Regions from separate parts of the Rattus norvegicus genome. Here region 1 is linked to region 2. Evidence: chromatin contacts called from public Hi-C data. All regions are on one chromosome and are shown on one strand. Each heading gives the region's core, a stretch centred on a gene start, on an enhancer-like site or on the middle of the called end of the contact. The rest is flanking DNA. Distances are from core to core; before and after follow the strand shown. Region 1 has its middle 69 kb from the start of Ntm. Region 2 has its middle 470 kb from the start of Ntm.

Region 1 (2,919 bases), core at 148-2,647, 540 kb before region 2:
TCCCTCCCTCCCCACACCCTTTCCTTGCTCTTTTTCTCTGTTCCTACATGCTCCTGGCTGGTCTCTCTTTTATCCTTTCTGTCCTTCTCCGTCTTCCCCCCTTCTCTACCCTCATGGCTCTGCTCCCATGATTCTGCCTCTACCCCCTCTCCAGGTCCTCACTGCCTTCTGCTCTCCCAAGTAAATATCAGATCTGTTGCATGCCATGATTTCTCAGGGAGACATCTTGGCATGGGCTCACCATGTATGCCTCCCCGTCCCTCCAGCTGCATTGTATTTTATAACAATGGCCTTTACCCCTTATAAATCTAAGAACGTCATTTCAAGATCCAGCTAGTCTAGAACGTTCTAAGCTGTGACAAGAATGTACCCGTGCGACTGGTTTCCAGTCGAGGCAGAGTGAGGAATCCTCTTGTCTTCTACAATGCTTTTTCTGCTTACAGTGGGGTTTTGCAATCCCCCATGTACTGCTAATCTTAGACCATCCTTCCTACAGCATCTTTTGGGACAGACAACCCGTCTGTCCTACTTTGTAATGAACCACTACAGGATAAGAATCATCTCCAGCACCGAACAGCCATTGTTATAGCCACATGAAAATGAGAAGTAATTGCAGAATGACGAGATCTGTGTGCTGTCCATGGATTTCCCCAGACCTCAGCTAACACAAAAAGTGAGAATAATGAAGCATGATAGAGAACGAGAAAGAAAAGAGGAAGAGGGGGAAAGTTGCCATTTTGCTTTGAGGGTTCAGGAAGATTTTCCCATCACTTTTCATTTCATCTCCTAAATCAATTTGCCTGGCTGGAGTCAGGGAGGGTCTGAGATGCACACCATGGTGGCAATGAGCCTGCTGTATTGCCAGCTGCTGGACTCGCTGATAGAATTGTCCTTGATGTTCAGAAATAAAGAAAAAGGCAGAGACTGACAGAGAGCGAGTGCGAGGAAGGCTCCTGCAGGGACAGTGTTATAACCCGCTGAGGAGACTCCCCGTGGAGCCATGAGCTGTGTGCAAATGGCAGTCAGTGTGTGCTTTGAAGCCTCCAGCCTTGGGAACTTCAAACAAGGAGAGGACAGACGGATGATCTATGGGAAATTAATATCTAACAGGTTTAAAAACTGCTTTTCCTGTCACCTTAATCTCCTGCCTGCTCACTGACAGTATTTACTCTCTGCACATACTGAACATTTAATACAACAGAGGTTCCTACACCTTTAATTTTGCTAAAGCAGAAAGCCTTACATTTCAATACACTCCGTTTTAACTCTTTTCCTTTTCTTCACTTTGAAGTGTTCCTTTGTCTAGGTTTTGCTAAGCTCCCTAGGGAGCAGAGGAGCGAGGGAGGTTTGAGGAGAGTGCTGGGTTAGCAGAGTACTTCCTCTGCCCTGGTGGCTCATCAGTCACCCTTGGATGTTTATGAAGTGGTTGTTTGAGATGGCAGGATGGGGTCATGATTCTGCCCTCTGTCCCTACTTGGCTATAAACGCATATTTACCTGCATCTATTAACCTCATTTGACAGCTAGAGTACTTTAGTTCACTTTAGTGTATACGTAGGAAGGATTTGAGATTCTACCCATTCATCTATCCATCCCTCCTCCCACTGATCCAGCCATCTGATCTTGGACTCAGAGCTTGGGCCCCAGTATCCCTAACAAGCTAGTCTCAAACATCCATCTTTGACAGAGAGTTAAACAGACAATAAATGTAGAAAGCAAAACAAGGAGATTCATTCAATGGAATCAAGTTGGGGAAATCTTTTGAGGTTCTGACATAAAGCGTAAGGACAGAGCAAGTGGTATGCATCGCTAAGCACTGGACAAAGTATAGCTCACCTATGGTATTGTCTAGGCTGCGGTCTCTACTGAGGGTCTGCAAAGTTGTTAGAATTATGTGACACCTCTTTCTGGGAGACAAGCAGTCCCTAAGGCTAGTAGTACAGAGCCAGACTTTCCCCCTTTTTCCTTCTAACAGCATAAGATTTCTACGGAAATTTCAATTTCGTGGAGTCTACTATTTCAATAGCAAACGGGAGGGTCACAGTGTTTCTTTAGAATATACTATTTTTCTAATCAGGATGGTTACATATATGTCATCTGTTTGTCTGTCCATCCATCCATCCATCTAGCTACCTATTCAGACACGTACTCACTAATTTTTTTTTTACATTTTATTTTTTTTTATTAACTTGAGTATTTCTTATATACATTTCGAGTGTTATTCCCTTTCCCGGTATCCGGGCAAACATCCCCCTCCCTCCTCCCCTTCCTTATGGGTGTTCCCCTCCCAACCCTCCCCCCATTGCCGCCCTCCCCCCATCACTAATTTATCCATCTCTCATCCACATGATGATAGATCCATTTATTCATCTACTTGAATATTCAGGCTTATGGTCAACTTTACATACTTATATTTACAGTATTTTTAATTATAATTCATCATTCTTCTCCTGTTTCCCATCTTCAATTCCTCCCAGGTCTCAAATATATATATCCCAGTACCTATAGTGGTATATGGCTATATGTATGATTTCAGGGATGACCACTTGGTACTGGATAACCAAGCAGGGGCCTCTTCCCTGAGAAAGATAATTTTTTCTCACCCTCAGCATTCATTAGATGCCTATAGTTCATTGTGTAGAGTTGAGGTCCCATGAGCTTTTCCTCTTATTTGTTAGCACATCTATGGTATCATTCTTGTTCACATCTTACTTGGGAAGCTATGCTGATGAGACATCATGGGTGTATAACTCCTCTAACATTTATAGGAGACATAACATTACAACAAACTTCATGTTCCTCTGGCTCATGCAATCTTTCTGCTCCCTCTTCCAGAACAATGCCCGAGCCTTAGATGCAGGAGTTGCATTGTAGATGTTTCCACTGGAATTGGGCACCACAAAGACTCTTTGAATTTGAA
Region 2 (2,700 bases), core at 12-2,511:
CAGCAGTATAAATAATGAAACAGATACATTTAACATAGTTTAAAGATTAGGCCTCTTGCCTGGATAGTCTACCAGCTAGATCATCTAACTCAGCCCAATTATCTTCTTGTATCAAGCCACATGGCTCGCTCTATACCTATCTCTCTGCCCTGTTCTGGTCCATCTGTTCTCCGTGATTGCTCTCGGAATCTTTCTATCTGCTTGCTTCTGTCACTGCCTGGAAGTTCCACCCTCTATTTCCTGCCCATCTATTGGCCATCAGATCTTTATTTCAACCAATCAGAATCTCTGATGCAATTCAAGATTGCATCTAAGCCTAGAGGGTTATCTGACCTTTAAGTATCTCAGCACGTGTGGAAGGACAAGTATTTACAAATATGAGGCCTGTGATGGGCTATTGGAATGACATTAACAATATACTGCCAGCATTTAGCTATCTGCTGGTGAAGAATTAACAGTTGAAAACACAATGTGAAGAAAAAAATTACCCCAACAGGACTCCTATTTAAAAGGAAGATGTCAGACCCAAAGGTTGAGGTCCATTAGCAAAGGTTTAAACAGAAGCTGCAGCCTTGACCCAACCTAACACCGAGATTATACAAGGATGAAAATTTACTAAATCTCAAAACATCTAGACAGGTGTAAGGCTAGAAGTGAGTCTTAGCTACCAGGAGATCCCCCCTCCCCCCAAGTGAGATGCGCTAACAGAGCAGAGGTTCAATACAAACGCAAGAGGTTTATTTTTCTGGCACATTGGGGGTAGACCCTCAAACAACACCTTTTAGTGAGTAACCTTGTGACCCCAAATGGCTATAACAAGCAGTTTTTATATGTTTTAGGGGTACAGGTTAAATCAGCAAGTTTACAGTTTAAACTTATTGCCTAAGCATATTGACCTTTGAATCTATTGGCTAGCAAGCATAGGACATGCATTTGAACTCTATCTGGGACCAGAGGGTCAGGTGACTATCAGTCAGTACATTCTGTGGTTTTTCAAGAATGTTCCTGCTCTTCCTGAGAACTGTGGGTGGAGAACGGAACTTGGTCTAGCCTTGACTGGAGGTGGTGGGTGTAAGGCTGGCAAAAGTCCTTCAGTATCAAGAATTCATGACATGGAAAATTTAAAATGACCAGAGGAGACTCTCAGGCACTTTTGGGCACTTGGAACCATGACAAGTCTTCATTAGAGCAACGAGTTCCATTCCTAACTTGCCAAACTACTCAGTTGAAATGGTTTAATAGCTCCTTTGTAGAACCAGTTCTCATCATAGGGTAGAAGCATGGCTATGTTGACGGTGTCTTCCAATCTGAGGACTTGACTTGTGAACTGTTTGAAGAAGGCTGCCAGAACTCAGGTGAACTGCTCATTGATGTATTTTACAGTAACTTGGGTGTCATGCAACCTCTGCTCTTCCAGCTTTGAAAGCCCAAGTATAATTTTTGCATTTTCTTTTTCATATCTTACAAACTATATTAAACTGAAGTCTATTTTTTTCTGATATTAAAATGGTTATCCTGTTCCAATTTAGCTACCAAGTTAGTGGACTATCCTTTCATTTCTCAACCTATGCAAGTATGTACCCCAAAACTTACTCTTGCACCAAGTACAATGTTGGGTCCTATTTGTCTTCTCTTTCCAAGTTTTTAATTCTTTTTTTATGTAGGTCTTTAAACTTTGGAGGTCAAGTCATTTAATTTCTGGTAAAGAAGTACTTATTGGAATTTTCTCTTAGTGTTTTAAATGTTTTACAATGTTTCATCCTCAAATGTCTCTATTACTACCTTCTTTCATGTTTGTTTCTTGTAGTAATATGTTTTAACTTAATTTCTCTTTTGCATATTCCACAGGTATCTGCTTTATAGTCACCATGAGGATTAAATATAACATCTGAAAGTTCTAATTATACATTTAAATACGATTCCAATTTAAGAGCAATTCCAGTAAACAAAAGAATTCCTGCAGCTCTACCCTCCCCACTTTATGCTAGTTTAAAAATATGATATCATCTTTGGAATATTCAGGACAGATCTGTAGTTCTTTACAATGCCAGTTCTTCTGTTTTACTGTTTACAAAAACTACAAGACAGAGTTCTAACACACATGACCTTTATTCTGTATGCCTTTATAATTCTCCTTATCAAAGAACCTTATTCATATGTCTTGAGTACCTGATTATTAATCTGTTTATTATTCGCTTGTTTCAATTCAAAGGATTGTCCTAAGTTTTATTTATTGGGAAATGATTTAATTAATCCATCCAGTTTTGAAGGATCACTTTTGGGGAGGTGGGTGTAGACAAATTGGCTTGACAATTTTCTCATTCCAGCACCTTGAATATAGTTTCCTATTGACTTCTGCTGTCCCTGTTTGCTGTTGAGAAATACCCTGATAATTTTATTAGGTCAGAAAAGTTTACTTTGCATTTCTTTTGCTGCATTCCAAACTCTATTTAAATTTTGGAAACTTATTTAGCATGTTTTAGCTTGGGAATTCCTTAGTTATAGTTCTTGAAACTAGCTGTTTGAATTTCTATATTTATAACTTATATCAAATCCATGCATCTAGGCAGCTATGTATCTATTCATCTATGTGTGTGTGTTTGTCTGTCATCTGTCTGTCTCCTCCCTTTCTCCTAACAACAACCACATTATATGCTCGTCTTTTTGATGGTGTTTCACAGGCTCTTGGTGGTTCTTTTG

What was found. A called contact is a pair of places that touch in the nucleus more often than the background predicts.
Region 1: a contact with region 2 is called in a Hi-C map of liver, with 9 times the contacts expected there. The contact joins two enhancer-like sites. A contact is called at or near these places in 2 of 12 Hi-C or Micro-C datasets (both in liver).

What each region holds. Positions count from the first base shown.
Region 1 is chr8:36,129,764-36,132,682 of GRCr8, reverse strand. It overlaps a transcript of Ntm not described here. Among named protein-coding and RNA genes, the nearest start is that of Ntm, 69 kb to the right of the region's middle. Within about 2 kb of position 1,397, at least 6 of the 93 cell types and tissues checked have an H3K27ac peak or open chromatin away from gene starts, as enhancers often do. A contact at or near this core is called in liver, where this site is marked.
Region 2 is chr8:35,588,217-35,590,916 of GRCr8, reverse strand. No RefSeq gene overlaps it. Among named protein-coding and RNA genes, the nearest start is that of Ntm, 470 kb to the left of the region's middle. Within about 2 kb of position 1,261, at least 1 of the 93 cell types and tissues checked has an H3K27ac peak or open chromatin away from gene starts, as enhancers often do. A contact at or near this core is called in liver, where this site is marked.